Regions from separate parts of the Sus scrofa genome. Here region 2 is linked to region 1. A link is a contact called in public Hi-C data. All regions are on one chromosome and are shown on one strand. The core of a region is the stretch at or near the end of the contact, and the rest is flanking DNA. Distances in the headings are between cores, read along the strand shown.

Evidence for each region. A called contact is a pair of places that touch in the nucleus more often than the background predicts.
Region 2: a Hi-C map of fetal skeletal muscle shows a contact between it and region 1, with 2.9 times the contacts expected there. The contact joins two enhancer-like sites. A contact is called at or near these places in 4 of 47 Hi-C or Micro-C datasets (embryonic fibroblasts, fetal skeletal muscle and heart right ventricle).

The regions. Positions count from the first base shown.
Region 1 is chr11:51,549,168-51,555,756 of Sscrofa11.1, reverse strand. NDFIP2 (NEDD4 family-interacting protein 2) reads right to left here. Exons shown (of 8, transcript XM_001926577.5): 6 at 4,164-4,230; 7 at 965-1,070. The coding sequence ends at 967. Among named protein-coding and RNA genes, the nearest start is that of NDFIP2, 58 kb to the right of the region's middle. Within about 2 kb of position 2,531, at least 2 of the 83 cell types and tissues checked have an H3K27ac peak or open chromatin away from gene starts, as enhancers often do. A contact at or near this core is called in fetal skeletal muscle, where this site is marked.
Region 2 is chr11:51,744,410-51,750,998 of Sscrofa11.1, reverse strand. No RefSeq gene overlaps it. Among named protein-coding and RNA genes, the nearest start is that of NDFIP2, 250 kb to the right of the region's middle. Within about 2 kb of position 3,603, at least 27 of the 83 cell types and tissues checked have an H3K27ac peak or open chromatin away from gene starts, as enhancers often do. A contact at or near this core is called in fetal skeletal muscle, where this site is marked.

The DNA of each region.
Region 1 (6,589 bases), core at 1,282-3,781:
CTAGCTGTGCAATAAATAAATGCCTTTACTATATACACAGCCTCCAGAGACTCACTGGATAACTAGTAAGACAACCTCTGCTCATTTCTTGTACCCACTTATTCAAGTTGTAGCCTTCACTGTTGATAGAAACTGGTACACATTAAGAAAATAATAATGGAACTCCTACTTTCTTCACAGAACTTTTTATTCCTTGATCCACTTTTTTTTTAAGATCAGGGCATGGCAAACTGCTTTTCAATCACAGATTTGGATTTTTTTTTTTTTTTAATCTACCAGGTATCTATGTGAATTTCACATTGTTTTATGCAAAATGCCCATAAAGTATAAGTGTTTTGTCATATTTTTTTTTTTTTTGAGTCTTCAAATGCTGTGCTGGTGGTTACTTCCTATACATCCTGTGGTCTGGTCAAGCTTTAAAAAGAAGTTTGAAAGTCTGATTTGAAGTTGTAGTTTACTCAGAGTATGTATATAGTCTTTTTCTTTCTTCTTTTTTTTTTTTTTTTTTTTTTTTTAGGGCTGCACCTACAACATCTGGAGCTTCCCAGGCTGGGGATGGAAGCAGAGCTGTAGTCGCCGGCCTATGCCACAGCCACAGACATGCCAGATCCAAGCCATGTCTGCAACCTACACCACAGCTCAGGGTAACACCAGATCCTTAACCCACTGAGTGAGGCCAGGGATTGAACCCACGTCCTCATGGATACTAGTCGGGTACGTTAACCACTGAGCCACGACGGGAACTTCTCAGAATATAATTTTAAAAATTAAAATGTCTGAAATTCAATTTTAAAAAATTAAGTTACCTTAAAAGTTTATAACTTCTTAAATTGCAATTGGAACTGTTAACAGTACAAAAATAAATATGCTAAATTTGAGCAGACAACATGGGTACACATTAAGCATTTAACATGCATCTGATGAATGAATACAAGGGGAATAAAGAGTTATTAATATTTCTTACCTCTATAATAAGAAGAAATATCTTGTTCTATGAGCAGCTGCCATACTTTCAGACATGTTTCTGACTTTCAGGTAATTAACAAATCCTCTGAAGAAAAGAAGCAGGCCTGAGAAGGTTGAAATAATAAAGACACATTACATTCTTAGAAAGAGGGCATGATAAATTTAAAAGACAATTATAAAAGAGATCCTCTTGGCCTAAGGAATTTAATCTGTAGAATTTCATTCATTCCATAATATATTTTACACTATAGTGATAACTCTTTTGTAAGGAAATATAATAAAATTTTATTGCCACTCCCAAATTATTTCAATTTGTTAAGCTTAGATTATCAAAAGTGAAGCAAATCCAGCCATGAAAATCCAAAATTACACAAAAATATACTTATTTAATTATTTCTTCAAATAGCAAAGCTACTTAGTGCATTTTAACTGATTCAACCCACAGAAATCCCATTTTTACACTAAACTTTTAAACTAATATAACTACTAAGCAGACTATGACATATTTACTAATAGGAAGTACTTAAAAGAGACCACATGTATGTAATTGCTAACAATTGTGGTATAAAACCAATAATAAGCCTGTTGAGAAGATCAAGTACCTGTCATGTGCGAAATCTGTGTTTAGATTATGTAAATATGTGCATGATATAAATGATTTTAATTTCTAGTTCCTGTTTTCAAGTAACAATAAAAGACTAATTTATAATAAAAATTAGGATAAGAAAAATCAGGAAAGAAGACTTGACAAGCAGCCTCTCTAGTGGTTTCTTAAATGACTTGAGATGGATCTTCTATCTATCTATCTCAGGTTCTCCTCTGCAAAATAGTATTTTTAAATGGCAACCATTTAAATCACAGGTATTAGCTAAGCATAAAAAGCATTACCATTCTTAGTAGAGTTAAGTCTTTAATATGCTTAAGCATACAATTCTAGGGACATATTTATTAACTCCAGTAAATTTTTAACCAGGTAATGGTGGTGGGGGTGGGGGAGCAGCGATGGGAGCAGAAAATATGTATACCACCAGGAGGAAGAATCTGTCAATTTGAAATGCAAAGTCTCAAACAAATTGGTACCCTAGGTCTAAGACAGTAATTGAAGCACTAAAATAAGAAGCATGGTTATAATAAATTAGAGAGGAAAGATAGATGAGACATACAAATAAGGACTTAAACAAGGAGTATGGATTTCAGCTAAATCCTGACCATCTGTTTCTCATATCCCAACTCTTTCCATTTGTGACTCCCATTCTGAATGCTGCCCTCATGCCCTTCCAGATGCTGTTCACAGTTAATGATATTGTGATCCAAACGTACAAGTATTATTGAAAAATGTAAACCCCAATTATTTGTGAAATCCTTTCTTTTGTCAATGAAGCTGCTGTTTTGAAGACATATTTTGTTCTGCTCAGGCATTTTTTAAAATAAGCCAATTTATATCTAGAAACCAGTCACTCTGTAGCTATACTGTTTCTTGGCACTTTATGAAGTGCACAGCATTCTTCTGAGTTTATGAGAAAGCACCATTTTCACCGTGGATTAAATTTTCACACTCTCCTAAGTGCTAGTATGGACGTGGGGCCATCCTCTGCATTGTACTCTATGCTACTCTGTCCCACTGTTATCCTCCTAAGAGTCCTCAATCCCCTAATAATATTTAGAAGCAAATATGTCATTCGATACACTTAAATACCTAATGGACTTTATACATGTTTTCACTTTTAAGTAAGTAACTCAATAACGAGCACAGAATCAATCAGAAAACAATGAACGATATTAAAAACTTGCTAAACTTTTGTACAAGATGGACTCTCAATAAAACCACAACATTAGAATAATTTCACTACAATCATTAGAGAAATCTAGGATCTTTAGTAACCTTAACAACCACCAAAATTTTGCTTCCCAAAAGATCCTAAAGATGCAACGCCAGGACTAAATAAAAACTCAGGGAGAACACTGCCACCTACTGAAATACTATTTTCTGGTAGAACTATGTTACTAGAGAAACATGGGCTCTTAAACCTAAATACAAACAAAATACATTCTTCATGTCAAATACATACGTTTGAAATGTGGATTAAAGGTATAAGGTAATTTTAAGATTAACTTAACAATCATATATCTACAGCGGAAAACAAGGGAACAAAAACTGGAAATCCACAAAATTCATCAATATTAATAAAAGACATTCTTTGTAAGAAGAAAACTCAACAGAAGTACTGTGATCATTAGGCATGAAGTTTTTCCTTATGTCTGGCTGATTAATGATTAATGCAGGGTTCATTTCAAAAAAATGTAAAGAATGTTTCGATGATCCAAAAATAAAAGAATGGATAGAATATGCAACTCTCAACATTTCCTATGGTCATTAAAAGAAAATTATCTATGTATATTTTCCAAAATAAATGCTGAAGTCAATTTTCTTTTTTTTTGCTTTTTAGGGCCACATTTGCAGCATATGGGGGCTCCCAGGCTAATCAGAGCTACAGCTGCCGGCCCACACCACAGCAACAGCAATGCCAGATCTTTCACCCACTGAGCAAGGCCAGGGATCGAATCCGCAACACCTCATGGTTCCTAGTTGGATTCAGTTCTGCTGCACCATGACAGGGAACTCCTGAAGTCAACTTTTTTTTTTTTTTTTTTTTTTTTTTTGTCTTTTTGCTATTTCTTTGGGCCGCTCCGGCGGCAAATGGAGGTTCCCAGGCTAGGGGTCGAATCGGGAACCGGCCTACGCCAGAGCCACAGCAACGCAGGATCCGAGCCGCGTCTGCAACCTACACCACAGCTCACGGCAACGCCGGATCATTAACCCACTGAGCAAGGGTAGGGACCGAACCCGCAACCTCATGGTTCCTAGTCGGATTCGTTAACCACTGAGCCACCACGGGAACTCCCCTCAGCTATTTTTTAAATTGTCTTAGGATTTTCAAGTTTTGTAGTATTATCATTCAACCACTGAGTCTTTTAAATTGATAGGCTCTGAATTTTAAGTTGGAAACCCGGAGTGTTATATAAAATCATCTGAATAGCTGAGATGATATGAGTGTTTGGACATGAGCATTTTGTAGTAGAAAAACTATTTCTCACAAATAACAACACAGTGTATTTACATTTCATAATTTTAGGAAATATCAAAACTGAACTAGATGCAAATTATTCATACTGAAATACATTAAGAATAAACTTACCAAGTACAAGAAATATCCACCAAAGCCAATATTGTCCATTGAAATATCCAGTAAAATAATCAGAAAACTATGGAGTGAACATAAATATATTAAATGTATTTATGTACCTAAATTTGAAAATCATAGAATTAGCCTCAGTTTCAGAAGGATTTATCTCAATCTTTAGCACTTAAAATGGCACAGAGAAAAAACAGAAAAGAAAAATACTTAATGACATACATATATAACTACTTGAGAAAAAACACAATAGCATCAAACATAAAATATCTTGGAAACAAAAATCAGTTTCAAATGACTTGTTAAGGAAGAAAGATAAGTGCTATGTATCTAAATCCAACATTTTCTCATTAAAGAGTTCACATGTCAGTTCTTTTTTCATAATCTCTCAAAGCCACAACCACCATCCCAAACACACTACAGCAACCCGCTGCTTTAGATATTAACACCAAAAGCCACATTAGTTTAATCTTATCAGATGGGGATGTTCTGCTGACCTCTAAAAAGAAGAGCTTTTGACCTTCTGTACACCCCCTACTGTTAATCACTGCCAAGAATACCAAGCACATAAAGACCCTCAACTCATTAGAGTCTTTTTATTTTCAAACTAGATGCTCCAGCATTCAGTTCCCAACAGTGAGCTGAGAACAGCTAAATGAACCTTGAAGTGGCATTTCAACAGTTCCTATTAGCGGCAGTGGTAGACAGTTTATAGTCTCAGTGAAATGAGACTATAAACAGGCAGATGGAAGGCAGGGTTTGGTGATACTGGACATAGGTATCTTTTCCTTGATTAGACTCTGGACATGATGATTTTTGTTTTCAAGTTTTCTTTTTAAATCAGTCTAATCTTCTTGTTTGTTCCATCTACTTTGTTTCCACTGGTCTCTAAAGTGAATCTGATTTAAATAAGAATGAGTTTGTTAAATTGCAGATTTGTCCTCAGATGTTATCTATCTCCAACTTCAAAGGTAATTATTTGCAACTATTCATTGGTAATTGCCATAAAAACTTTAAAATCTTATAGGTTTGATAATAACAAAAATGCTTACAAATCATAAGTAATGTCACTAGTAAGGAAGCATATCCACTAAAGGTTATCTAAATCTGTTTTTTAAAGCCCTTAAAATATTTTCACAGGAAGTATTTGCAATACATGAACCATGATTTAAGTTCTCAGAGTTTCAGAAATTTCAAAGTGCCATTATAGATGCAAATCTCACATATTCCTACACTTTTAAAATATGTACAATGAAGGGAGAATTGGAAAAGTGAGAAAATATAGCTTGTAAAGTAGGAAAGCACTACAATCCTTTTTAATCGAATGATTAACAATTAGAAATAAAAGGTTTTCTTACAGGTTTTGGAGACTTTAAGAACAAAAGGAATAAAAAAACCAGAGCAATACATTTTCAACCTTCTATTTTTTAAATATATTTTAAAATATATTTAATATATAATTTTACTCGGCAAGAGGCGACTAAAAAAAAAAAGAGCCATTCTTTACCAAAAGTATTTATCTGTAGCTATTCTTTATTTGTTCCCAAGTGAAGAATATAATTACCTCAAGTTTGAAGTCAAAGACAAAAACTCACTATGTAAAATGAATAATAAGCTTTTGGGCTCATTACTAAGTTATCAAAAGTATTTCAAAATCATAGGGCTGAGCCAAGTCGTGTTTTTGTTTTTGTTTTTAAGTAAATAAATCATGTTCACTGGTCAACCACAGGCTACAGAAATCAAATTTTGGAAAATAAATTAATCAACAATAAGAATTAACATGATTTCATTTTATTAATATAACACCAGTATTTTATTGTTTATATCTTGCCTACTTTCAAAAAGACTCGTCCATTTTTAATAAAATATATACGCATTTTTAAACAAGTGATAAAAACATCAAAAACCTTAGACAGAAATAATATCAGAATCTTGGGCTAAAGATACACTAAATCTGAGATTCAGAGCAACTCAGAAACAAAAAGAAAAGCAGCAGTGCAATTTATAAATGACTTACTATCTAATAAAAGGAAACACCAGGCTTTTAGGAGAAAATCTTTCTCTCAACACTGAATTCCAAGGGGCATGTCCTGCTTGGAGCTTTATAATAAAAGTCAAAGGACAGTGTCACAGAGACAGTGCAGGATTAGGAGACAGGTGCTGAACTGAAATCAAGCCGGATTCTAATCCAGATACAAACTATGGGACATTGAGCAAGTTAGCAGATCTTTTATTATTAGCTGCATCATCAATAAAATGGCTGGCTTGTTACCAGCATCACTGATACAGACAGGGTTAAAGAATTTAAGGTTTTCCCTGGCCCAGGAACTTCCACATTATACAGGCAGGGCCAAAAAACAAACAAAAACAAAAATCCAAAAAAAAAAAAAAAAAAGGAAGTTAGTGTTTGTGATGAATTAAGCCTGGAT
Region 2 (6,589 bases), core at 2,354-4,853, 190 kb before region 1:
CAGTAAGGATTAAAATGAGAGGAGCTGTGTCTAGCATGGATACTAATTCTCTCCTTTTCAAAGTGGGTCATTTGGGATGGGGGAGATTTTTATGTGTGAGTAAAGTTACACTTTTTAAGTCAATTAATGCTAAGGTGGAGTGAATTCTTTTTTGTTTGGTTGGTTTTTGGCCATGCCAGCAACATGCAGAAGGTCCTGGACCAGAGATTGAACCTGGGCCATATAGTAAGCCCAGCCGCAGCAGGGACAATGCTGTGTCCTTAACCATTAGGCCACCAGGGAACTGCTGAATTCTTTTATATATGTATATATCACTGAATCTGAGTGAGGCTAAGACTGATAGGAGGCATCAGCTTGGTGCTCACACAGTATATCTTTGAGTGGTTTGGAAAATTTTCAACTCTGAAAAATTGCCCCCAAATAACCTACAATTTACCTCTGCCCTGGTCTGACTGCAACCCAACGGTTGCCAGGACTGAGGCATGGCTTTCAGGCCTCAGTGCGTAAAGGCCTTTGAGATAAGCGTCTCCTTTGCTCCTGGAGCCCCTACTTTATTGCCAGGGTCCTTCAAGCATCAGGTACTTTTCCTTCCTTCCTCACAGATACCTCCATTTACCCAAGTCAACAGTCTGCAAGGTAAACTCCGAGGTAGAAGACAGTGTTACAAGCTCCCACTTCCTCCAAAATAACAGTATAAACAACAAAGAATAGGCAAGGGTAACAAAAGAACAAATATGTAGAAATTACTACAGTTTCAGAAATCACATAATGTGCAGCTCAAAAAAAGTTGTTATAGAAGCTCTTGGCTGGTTCTAGAAATTGTCATAAAATATGGTCCAAACCTGTCTTGATTGGATGCTACATGGTCTTATTTTCATGCTGTGGTTTCCTTCATCCCTGAATCCCCCAAACAACTACTAGAAAAAAAATTTTTTACCAAAAATAAAAGTTTAACTTACAAAGACTCCAAACAACACTCTGAAAATCAGGTCAAATTTGTCTACGGCCATACCACCCTGAACATGCCTGATCTTGTCTGAAAATCAGGTCAATTTTATTTAAAATATTATATGTTGTAGGATTCAACTAAGAGCCCTATACCTAAACCACTTACTCTTTGAAAAATACTAGAATGATTGTTAAACAGGATGGGAAATCGGAATCATTAGTCCAATAGAATTAAATGCAGCAACGTTATAGAGTTCCCATTGTGGCTCAGCAGGTTAAGGACCTATTATCTCTGTGAGGATGCTGCTTCAATCCTTGGACTTACTCAGTGGATTAAGGATCTGCTGTTGCTGTCATTGTGACAAAGGCCTCTGCTGCAGCTCCGATTTGACCCCTGGCCTGGGGACTTCCATATTCTGCAAGTGCAGCTAGAAAAAGGAAAAAAAAAAAAAATGCAGCAATATTATCAAGGTTTCAGCCAGGGCACTGGCATCAATTTTATAGTATAGATGAATATAGGTATTCATTAAAATAGTATTCGACCTGGCCCTAGAACTATACACATCAGGCATTTTACCATTATGCAGTTAATTTATTAAAACCCATTCTCGCTTCCTTTTGCCTCTGAGCTTAGATCTACAAATTCATTTGTTCAGTATTCAAGATTCAACAAATCTATTGAGTCGTTAGGATATGTCAAAACTATACTAGACTCAAGAGAATAAACTGCAGATAAGACATAACACTCATGGTTTCACAGAGCTTATTTTACATGTGTGTGTCTTAGAGTGGGGAAAGATATGGGAAGGGTTTTATAAAATAAATAAATCAACACACACATATGACAACATAAGCTACAGTAAACTCTGCGGCAACATAGAGCAGTGTAGAGGGGGAGAGTATGAGATGGTAGGGAAAGTGTTGATATTAACACTAATGGGTAACATGCATTGAGTCCTCAGTGTGCGACTGAGGCTCAGTATGTGATAGGCGTTGTTGAAGTGCTTATGTGTGTACAAACCCATATAATCCTCTCAATACCCTATGAACTAAGGACTATTAATTCACCCCTATTTAACAGACTAGTAAGTCTTAGTGAGGCATAAAAAAACTTAAGTTACTTAATCGAGGTCTGCCTTGCTGTTAGGTGGCAGAATGGGAAGCTGCTCCCAAGGCGTCTGTTTCTAGAGCCTGGGCATCTTCCTGCCCATCAGACATGAGCGTGACCCAGCACAACTGTGATGGAAAAACCAAGCCAAATGGAAATGTCTGAATGGCCCTCAGGAGGAAGTTTCTATCTCTACCGTATCGTCAAGAACATAAACTTTCAGGGGTGGTTGGTATATTTTTCTCTTTCTCTGGAACGTGAAAAGTGAAAGGAAAAAAAAAAAATGTGGAGAAGGTAGAACTGGAAAATTCAGTGTATTCAAGAGACATTTTCTGACAAGAAAGGAGTTAATTGGCAACAATTTTAAAATAAGTTTACATGCATTTTATCTAATTAACCATTTTAGAGTAACAACCTGAATCATTCAGCGTAGTTTTATGATGAGTGATAGACAAATGTAAATAAATCTAAATTATTGAAAAGAAAAAAGTATTAGTACAGGTAGTATAATAATTATGAGTCTAATGTACAGAGGATGACAGCAAAAAAATTCAGTATTCTTTGAGTGGCAGTCAACTAACCTCACTTGTAACATTAGCATCTTTTTTCATTTAGTTTCTTTCTTTAACATGAAGTGACTTCATTTTCTTTATGAATGAAAAACTGATTTTGAACCACTGCTTACCTATCCTCAAAAAATACACTTATAAGCTTGAACACAGACACTCAAGATTTGGAGACATCCAACCACTGCCTGAGACACTCTAATTGACATCTGTACTTTGAGCTCCTCTGATAAATACAGTGATAACATTTCGCAGTCAATGTAGGGGCATGGTCCTCTATAGCCTACATTTCAATGAATGGCAAATAAATTTGATTAAAATAGACATTTAAAATTACTGTAATCAATAAGAACATATGTGGAATATCCCACTTCATTTTATGAGCTGTCTTTACACAACTGAAATGACTGTTTTGTTCTTAAATATTCTACATGAAACCATCACAGTTTGATTCCTAAACCAAAGACGCTCAGAATAATCTTACATATTTATGGGACAGTTTTACAGGTTGACTTGTTTCTGAAAAATAATACGGTAGCATGAAAAGCGGACACGGATTCAGGCAGGCACATTTTTATTGTACATACGACTTCTTCCAGTGAGTGTGTATATCAAGTTTAAGGCCTCTGGTGAATGTTCTCATGTGTATAAATAGGAAGGCACATTATTGAAGAGAATAAGGTTTTTCAAACCTAAGGATTCAAGAGCCTTCAAGTCCAAAAATCATTCTGGGTTGTCAACAAGTCTAGAGTCTGATCCATGTCGGTAGCGAACCTTATATCCCATAAAGAGAGTAAATAGACGTGTGAATTCAGACCCACAGGCACGCACCGATACCCCAGCCCGATGTGGAGATAGGCAATCCTTTATGTCTGTTCTGACTTTGGCTTTTGCAGCTGCTGTTTTCTCAGTGTTGTCTCCGGGGCAGTTTCCTGTTGCCATAGCTGATGGCCTGCCCACGCCTGCCTGGGCCTTTCAAGTGTCAACACTCCCAGGCCTGCTGCAGTGGTCAAATGCTTGTTAATGAGATATAGCAGCTGGGTAGGGGAGAACCACTGAGACGGATAAAGGAATGCCTCTGGTGCAGGAAGCGATGCCTTTTGAATCTTTTCAGCGGGGTGAAAGCTTTCAAATCAAAGAGGGTATGTTGTATTCATTAATAAACCCGAGTTCCCATGCAGTCACATTAAAGCCAGCAGTTTAACTTTGCATCAGACAGGTGAATGCCCCACCCCCCACCCCCGGATTTTACCCTGAAAGACAATGAACAAGAAAACAAGGCTTTGGCTTGGAACAAAGCAGCACTTCCTCATCTGTGGGGCTGACCAGACTGTTAGACAAGCAGGGGTTGCTGCATTCTTTTTCAACTTATCCTTTTGTCCGTGTGTGTGTGTGTGTGTGTGTGTGTGTGTGTGTGTGTCACACACACGCGTGCATGTTTCAAAGCTCAGAGCAACCACTCCTGCTCCCTTCTCCGCAGTCCTTCAGCAAGAGCATTTCTTTTCTTTTCTTTTCTTTTTTTTCTCTTTCTTTTAAAACCTGACTTTCAAAAGCAGAATTAACAGCTACGTGTGAGGGAAAAGATACCCAGGCATGGATGTGGGTCGTATCACCTTTATCTCAGGAGGAAACTATCTGCCCACCCCCAGCCTCCAACCCCCATCCCAACCCGTCTATGAGATGGTTTCTCAAGGGGGCCATGGAAGTTGGCAGCATCCTAAGACAGCTTCAACAGCTGGGAGAAGCCAGAAGGGAAAGAAAAAGATACTTGAAAGCATCTAACTGGGAAAGGTCTAAAGATAGTGTTGAAGAAAATATTATTATTCTTTTAAGGGCATTGACTCAAAAATCAGACTCATAAGGAAAGCAAATAGTCCATGCTAAATAGATCAAAGATGGATCCTCTGCTTTAGGGTTGTTTGAGACCGTTCAGAATGAATGACACCAGTTTTGAAATGGGAATGTGTAACTTGAACCAGCAGAGATAGAGAAATATTCTTGCATCTCCCTTTTTTTTCAACAGTCTTATAAATCAGCTAACAATTCACCAGAGCTATCTGAACACCACAATGCAAAGGCTGTACCTATGTATTATCCTGATGGCATTTGTAACTGCAAAGAAGACTAGCTCTCCCAGGAAACAAACAGAGGGGGAGAGATGCATTCTTCAAAGTACTACAGTTTTTTAAATAGCCACAAATTGATTTTAGGCTTCAATTTTTATAAGGAGGTCTTTAGCCCATATGAGAAGAGAAACAGTAATCCCCTTTATTGGATGCAGGTACCAAGCTAGATAGACACTTTTTTTAAAGGTATGTATTAAAATGTAAATAGATAGGTAGATAGATAATACTGTGAGTAATTCTATGAAACCTTTTTTTACTCATTAGGACCTTAAGTTGTGGAGAGTTTATATCAACTACCCAAGGCCATAATTGATAGATAAATTTTAAAAGAACACTCTTTACTGAGCTTGCACTTGTTATTGTGCCAAATTGCCTCCCTGGTTGGGCTGGTTTTGGCTGCATTGCTCTGACCTATCAGGTACTGTCTGATAAAAAGAAAAAAAAAAAAAAAGAAGAAACTGACCAATCCAGAATATCCAGTGCTGTATCTGCATGCATCTGTGAGTGTGTGTTGCGTATACATGTGTATATTTGTGGTAGGGTATGGGGGTACATTATTAATAAATAACCCAGATCCTAAAGAAAAATGCAGTAAAATGATGGAGCCTGTATTTCCATTAGATTTAGCCTAGAGGTGACTGAGGGTTATGTTATATTTATATTTCATAATTTAAAAAGCATCTCAGGGCTGTGTATCCTGAAGGCACTCCAGGACAGGATCAGAATGCCTGGAGAACTGAGGAGGGAAAAGGGTCAGGTCTGGAAAAGGTCCTTGCTTAGAATCAGCAGAGCATATGCTTCTGGAACGCTTGCTGTTCTCAATCTCTCATCTATGTCAGGTTAGGAGAAACTTCCTTATGGGGGAATCTACAGAGATTCTGCACAGAGAAATTCTGCCAAATCTTGATGATTCATATTTACCTAAGAGACTCTGTCCAATGGTGGATTTTCTAAAATCTCATCTCCTCTGCCTTCGCCAAAGTTCTAAGCATCTCCAAGGAGCTGCCGGGCCTTTTCCTTCCAGCAGCACTAACAGTTTGACTCACCTGGAGCCACTGCCTCTGCCCTGGCTCCCAGGAATTTGCCTCCCTTCTAAGAGCATCCAGTCCAACCCCACACCACGGTGAACTGGGTATCCACCAGGAGCCTAGAGCGTTCTCTCCCACCCAAGGGTGGAACACAGAAGCACATGGGTCCAGCCCTGTAAGCAGCTCAAACCTGAACTTTTTTGCCTATATCCCTGTTTTTTTGTTTGTTTGTTTAATTCACTAGATCATTACCCTTGGAAGCGTAAAACCCTAAACAGGCACAAAATTATTACAGTTTCTATGTAAAACAAAACAAAAACCACATTCCCCAGAACACAGCGCCCTTAATGGAAGTTTGGCATTTGATACGCTACTGCATTATGTTCTTTTCAGCCTCCCCCCAAGTTACCCCCACTTTACACCATATCCTCTCCTATCTTTTGCTTTTTTTTTTTTTTTTTTTTTTGGCTAAGATTTTGACTTAAAACTCAAGATATACTAAGTGACAAGTAAGTAGCCCCTTTCTCAAATAAAACCTGCAATAACGTGCCTGAATTACATTAAGGAATGCTGGAGGGGATCCCAAAAACCAGTGTTTGAACAGTCAACCTGACAGAATCCTAGGACACCATTGAAAGGGCTCCTGTTACCTAACTGACGTAGCGCTAATCAGTGTAATCCGCATGACAATACCTTGTCTGACTTCAGGAACCTGCGGGCTGAGGGGGAGAGCCCAGGAAGCCACAGGGAGTGTCCCGGGCCTCTGGCACGTTAATGTGACAGGAGCTGCCTTGCCCTCTGGCTCTGCTTTTG